Linked DNA regions of Columba livia: region 2 is linked to region 1. The links are chromatin contacts, called in public Hi-C maps. All regions are on one chromosome and are shown on one strand. Each heading gives the region's core, a stretch centred on a gene start, on an enhancer-like site or on the middle of the called end of the contact. The rest is flanking DNA. Distances are from core to core; before and after follow the strand shown. Region 1 holds the start of LOC102089808 (interstitial collagenase). Region 2 overlaps DCUN1D5 (defective in cullin neddylation 1 domain containing 5).

What was found. A called contact is a pair of places that touch in the nucleus more often than the background predicts.
Region 2: a contact with region 1 is called in a Hi-C map of crop, with 1.9 times the contacts expected there. The contact joins the enhancer-like site here to the promoter of LOC102089808 in region 1. A contact is called at or near these places in 2 of 2 Hi-C or Micro-C datasets (crop and liver).

The regions. Positions count from the first base shown.
Region 1 is chr1:16,322,962-16,325,712 of bColLiv1.pat.W.v2, forward strand. LOC102089808 (interstitial collagenase) reads right to left here and starts at 1,373. Exons shown (of 11, transcript XM_065047074.1): 1 at 1-1,373. LOC102089618 (stromelysin-1) reads right to left here. Exons shown (of 10, transcript XM_065046899.1): 10 at 1,524-1,872. The coding sequence ends at 1,772.
Region 2 is chr1:16,427,058-16,429,808 of bColLiv1.pat.W.v2, forward strand. DCUN1D5 (defective in cullin neddylation 1 domain containing 5) reads right to left here. Exons shown (of 8, transcript XM_065047521.1): 8 at 1-2,751. Among named protein-coding and RNA genes, the nearest start is that of DCUN1D5, 16 kb to the right of the region's middle. Within about 2 kb of position 1,409, at least 1 of the 3 cell types and tissues checked has an H3K27ac peak away from gene starts, as active enhancers do.

The sequences.
Region 1 (2,751 bases), core at 123-2,622:
TCCAGGTCTCGCTGGATGGCAGCACAGCCTTCTGGCGTGTCAGCCACTCCTCCCAGCTTGGTGTCATCAGCAAACTTGCTGACAGTGCAATCCTCATCCAAGTCGCTGACAAATATATTGAATAGTACTGGTCCCAGTACTGACCCCTGAGGCACTCCACTAGATACAGGCCTCCAACTCGATCATCAAAGAGATCATCGCAGACAGAAAACATGGAGCACTTGCACAAATACAAAAGGAACTGGAGGCCACATCTGTTCCTCCTCTTCACATTCGTCCACTGGTGAAACATTGACATAGAAACACAAACAGTAGATGCCCCCACACATCCTGTATCCCTAGTTACATACGAGTCCCTGCAGCTGGCAGCCATGCTCCAGCTGCCGGTACTCAGATCTCTTAACCTACTCACCCAGTCCATCTTGAATTTCACTCAAATGCATGTTGAAAGAGCTCACCCACACATAAGACAGGATTTACTGAGAAGACAGAACCAAATGTCCAGGGCATGGCCTAAGCAGCACACTGACCTGCAGCCTATTGTCACGTAATCAGCCCCATTAATCCTCTTATCTGTTTATTTTCCCAGAACTGTTCCTTCCTTTGATCCTTCCATTTCCTCGCCTTTGGTTTTCCCCTAATCATCCCATAATAAATTTTGTACATTCCCACAGTCCCCTTCAAAGATGCTATAGTAAGTTTTATAAAATCCTCAAATCTCTTCCCCTTGTGTCTCTGGCAGTGACCCCTCAGCCTGTGAGATGGTGGGGACCCTCTACTCTTGACACATGGTGATGGGTGTCCCCCAGACCATGGGGGCTTCCCTGGGAGCATGGAGAGGAACGGAAGCAGGTCAGGGATGACTGGGGCTCTCCTCTGCTCCTTTAAAGATGAGCCTTTAATCACACCTATATCAATAAATATCTTAGGGTAGTATTCATCACACTTAAACTTAGCCTTTTATAATCAGTGTCTAACAGGGACTGCTCAAGCATGCTGCCTCTCCAGCCAGTAATGAAAAGGAATATTCCCATCCCCAGCCACCCACCTCAGGCTGGGAGAGATTGTTCTTTGGAGCTCCTGTCTGTCTGCAATTATGAATGATAGTTTTGATTAGCCTACTTGCTTAACTTTGAAATATCTGAAACTTGTCGAAAGCAATCCCAGTTGTTCTAGGAACAGAAATCGTAGAATCATGAAATAGTTTGGGTTGGAAGGGAACCTTTGAAGGTCATCTAGTCCAACCGCCCTGCCATGAGCAGAGACATCTTCAACTAGATCAGGTTGCTCAGAGCCCCGTCCAGCCTGGCCTGGGATGTCTCCAGGGATAGGGCATCTACCATCTCTCTGGGTAACCTGTTCCTGTATTTTTCCACCCTCATTATAAAAAATTTCCTCCTAATGTCTAGTCTGAAATGCTCTTCCTTATGGACTCCTGGCTGGTAGGGCTCTGTGTAGGGTGATGTACAACATGAAGAGTGAAGATTGTGTTAAAAAAAACCAACCAACCAAACAAGACACAATTTTGGATCAAAAGTAAATACTGCATTCTTCTTTGGTAAACTAGCAGTCTTGATGTTAATTATGTACATACATACACAACAGTATGTTAAATATTATTCTGTTATGTACAGAAACACAGATTGTGCAGGGGCTGAGGTTTGCTGGCTAATGTTGACGTACCTATACATTCCATATATTTATAAAAGAAAACCTGTTTCTAGTGCAATAACACTACATTTTTTCCCACACCGTTACAGATTTAGTTTTCTTAACATGGAAACCAGAAGTTTGTCTTTAGGAGGCGTGTAACTCTCTTCTTATCAGGATCAAACTCAAATTGCTTTCTTCCACAGAAGAAATAAAAAAAGTCTAGGGAAAAAAAAATAAATTATTTTATTGCAGGTGTAAAAACTAATATTCTCTAACAACTTCTGGAAAGAGCTCAGAAAAACTCTGAATACACTTACACTGCAAACAACATCTTCTCCCAGGTGTAACCTCTACACAATGGTGCATAGCAGCATGGGGACACCTCCCATAGCAAACCAGCCATGCACAGACTTCATAATATACTTAATGAATCCCCTGATGCACTCCTTGCAAAAATGTTTTCCTGAGTGTTTCTGCAGTTTAAAATACTTGCTGTGAGGCAATGACCATGTTTAAGCCATAGAATCATAGAATGTCCTGAGATGGAAGGGACCCACAAGGGTCCTCGAGTCCAACTCCTGTCCCTGCGTAGTACAACATGACACATCAACTGTCCTCCATCCAGGAGGGCGTATTTCTGGCTGCCTGTGGGTAGGTGTTGCACAGCCTGGAGTGTGCACAGAGCATGGAAAGGTGCAAGCAGGTATGAGTTTGTTGGGGTGCCACCAGGTACCGGTGCAGGGAAGGAGAGATCCAGCCTGGGACAGTCATGTCCACATTGACCTCCGGGAGTGATGGCTGCAGTTAAGGGTCCCCAGGTCCACATATAAGACTCATTTTGGAGGAAGTTGCTAGATTTGCTAAGGAGCAACTAACATGCATGGGTTTTGGTAATTAGCAGATGAGGGACCAGGAGATAACTGGGAAGCTGTGCCATTTGCTACTATGGATGGAGCCTTACATTTATTCCAGCATCTCTCTCTCTAAGTAACATTCTCCTTCATGCAGGAGAAGTTAGTGCCAGTTATTATCCTCCAAGAAGTGCCTTTTTATGACAGAGGGCCAGGCTGGGATAGCTCACAGCAAGTAGACGTGCTG
Region 2 (2,751 bases), core at 159-2,658, 100 kb after region 1:
TTTTTACATAGGAGAAATATTACATTCCAATCTACCAGTATGGCTTTTTCCATGAACAGGTGGGTGTTTTCAGATTCAAACATGAAAACTGTTAGTCACCTAAGAAAACTAGAAAATGCTAGTCATGTTAAGAAGAATTAACATCAAGAAATGGAAGTGAGATTTAAGTGAAGTTTGTAACATCAAGATAGACACCACTATGATTTAGTTTTGGAAGACATTTCACCTTCAATTTTATTATTTGTCACAACTGTGGCAGCATATTTCACCTGTGAACTTTCATCTTAGAATACTGAAAAATAAGGTGTCACATTTTTAATTCAATAGACTGAAATGCACCTGAGCAAAGCAAAATTAAAATTCAAAGACTAAAGAAAGCATCTAGATGAACTCAGTTTTGGCTTGTGGACATGCACAAAATTTCAAAAAATAAAATAAATAAACAGCTTTTGGCACTTATCCACAGTAAGCTGCAAGGTGATTTAATTGAGGATAGCTAATAAAAGTGATCAGCTCACAATGAAACTGTACAAGCCATTAGTTCACATTTAAACAATAAATCTGATTGCAGTTTTGAGCACAAAAACATAACTTAAAATCCTATTTCAAATTTGAAAAACTATATTGATTTTAAGTAGTTTAAATACATTCATTCCCAGTCAAAGTTTTACAGTAACTGATGATTTTCCACCACACACACAACCAAGTTATAAATCCCTGAAACATGGATTTATTATAGGAATACTGATAAAACCTTAACAGAGATACAAATGATACATCACATTGTGTCTTAGACCTTAACCGTAAGTACTTGACCACCTCGGATTGGTAGATGCATCACTCCTACTGTGAGACTCTAATACCATCCTCTAGGACCAACTGGTTTATATTGAATTCACAACAGTTTGCAGTTACCTAAAAAATATGATCTTTTTTTTAATCACACTATAAAATATTCATCTTCTAACCAGTATTTCAAAACTTTTGCAAAGAAAATTTCTCAGTGATAATGGGGACTAAACATACTAAGCAAGGAGAGCAACTGTAGTCAATTTGAGAAAGTCGTTTCAGTATCAGTGCCCCTGCAGAGATTTAGTACACAGCAGTACTTCCCTTGACATAAGCTCATTGGTGCATGTTTATCTGTGCATCTTAGGACCTTAGTCTAGCAGGAGATCTTGGGACTCTCCAAGTTAATCTCATTCTGGCACTAACTTTCTGTGGGGTAGGGCAATTTCCAAATGAAAGGCACTCTGTTGTGAGTGAAATCTGAATAATCAGCAATGCAAATGGACAGCTTGAAACATATTGAAGAGAACTGCTGTAGCCTACATGAGGCCAAGCAGAGATCTTCTAAATATCTCAACTTCCCTCCCACTCCCGCCCCCAATGCTTTTTTTCACCTGGGCGGAACTGAGCGAAGATTCAACTGCACTACCAGATGACTTGCAGAACAGCCCCTGGGCCACCACTGCCTTGCTTCCTGCAGCTCAAAGCAAGCAGGTAACCTGCAAGCGTGGTCCTCTTTAGTAGAACAAGAGCACAGGTACACACTACTAGTTTGTCCCTCTTATTATTATTTAATTTTTCCTCACAACTTTTTTTTTAACCCTTCCCTGTAAAAAAAAAAAAAAAAAAAGTCTTGAGAATAAAGTATTCCTTAGGGACAGGAAAACTTATGCTTGTTAGTCTGACTAAATGATGTGCAAAACAGAAGTCATTTCCCTGAGGCAAAGATCTTCAAGTCATGCCTAACTTACATTGTCTATTCTTATTTCAAGCTGTTGAAATATTTGGCACAATGAGGCCTTGATCATCGACTGGAGTCTCATGGCATCATCACAGTCTACATAATGCATTTACATAATCAAGTAGAAGTTACAAATGCTCCATTGTCTCATTCTGTTTCAGTTTCTCACATTTACTCATCACAACTCCTTGACTTTTCAAGGGCAGCATGTGGGCTCCTGGACAGGAAGGCAGAGTGACAAACTTCTACTGTATTCAAAGGTTGCTGTAAGTACTGAGAGCCTGAAAGGGCAATTGCAGTAGTTGTTGGACTCAATACATGAGTAACAAGGTACATGTTAATATAGCCTGTTATATACAGGCCAAAGGTAGGTGACTGAATAATCTCTTTTTGACTTACATTATGAAAAGCATACAGGGAGATAAAAAGTCGTGTTGTGAATGCTTCCAGTCTAAAACATATAAGAAGCAAAGCCTGAAACCAAGTCTTTCCGGCTTTCCCTTTTAAAATATAAATTGCACTTTTTATACAAAGCAATCTGAAGTCTAAACTGTAGTAAAAATTTGAAGCTGCCTCACTGTACCAGAGTATCTGTTGTTCATCATCTGAAGCACAGGCAATCAGTTTTCATTCTGCACACAGAGCCATACGCTCTACACCTTTCTTCTTTAAAAGGGCCTGCCACTAAATGCCATGCCACTGGGTGCGTACTGAACCAAAAAGAGAAAAATAACAGTTTAAGGGCTTTATCTCCACAAGGAGCTGAAAACTGGGGCACAACCCATGTCCAATACTTAATATACAAATTAGCACACTCCCACCCAGGGCTTCAAAAATCAGTCATTCTTTCTCATGTTTGTCACACAATCATATCATCAGCAAGCAACAGTGCCAGTTAAGCATTTTTAAGGTCTTCAAAAATCCATAGCAAAGAGCACTTCTGAGAAAGATAATCTAAAGATTTGGTTTAAAAATAGACACCACACTCACATTCAAGGGAC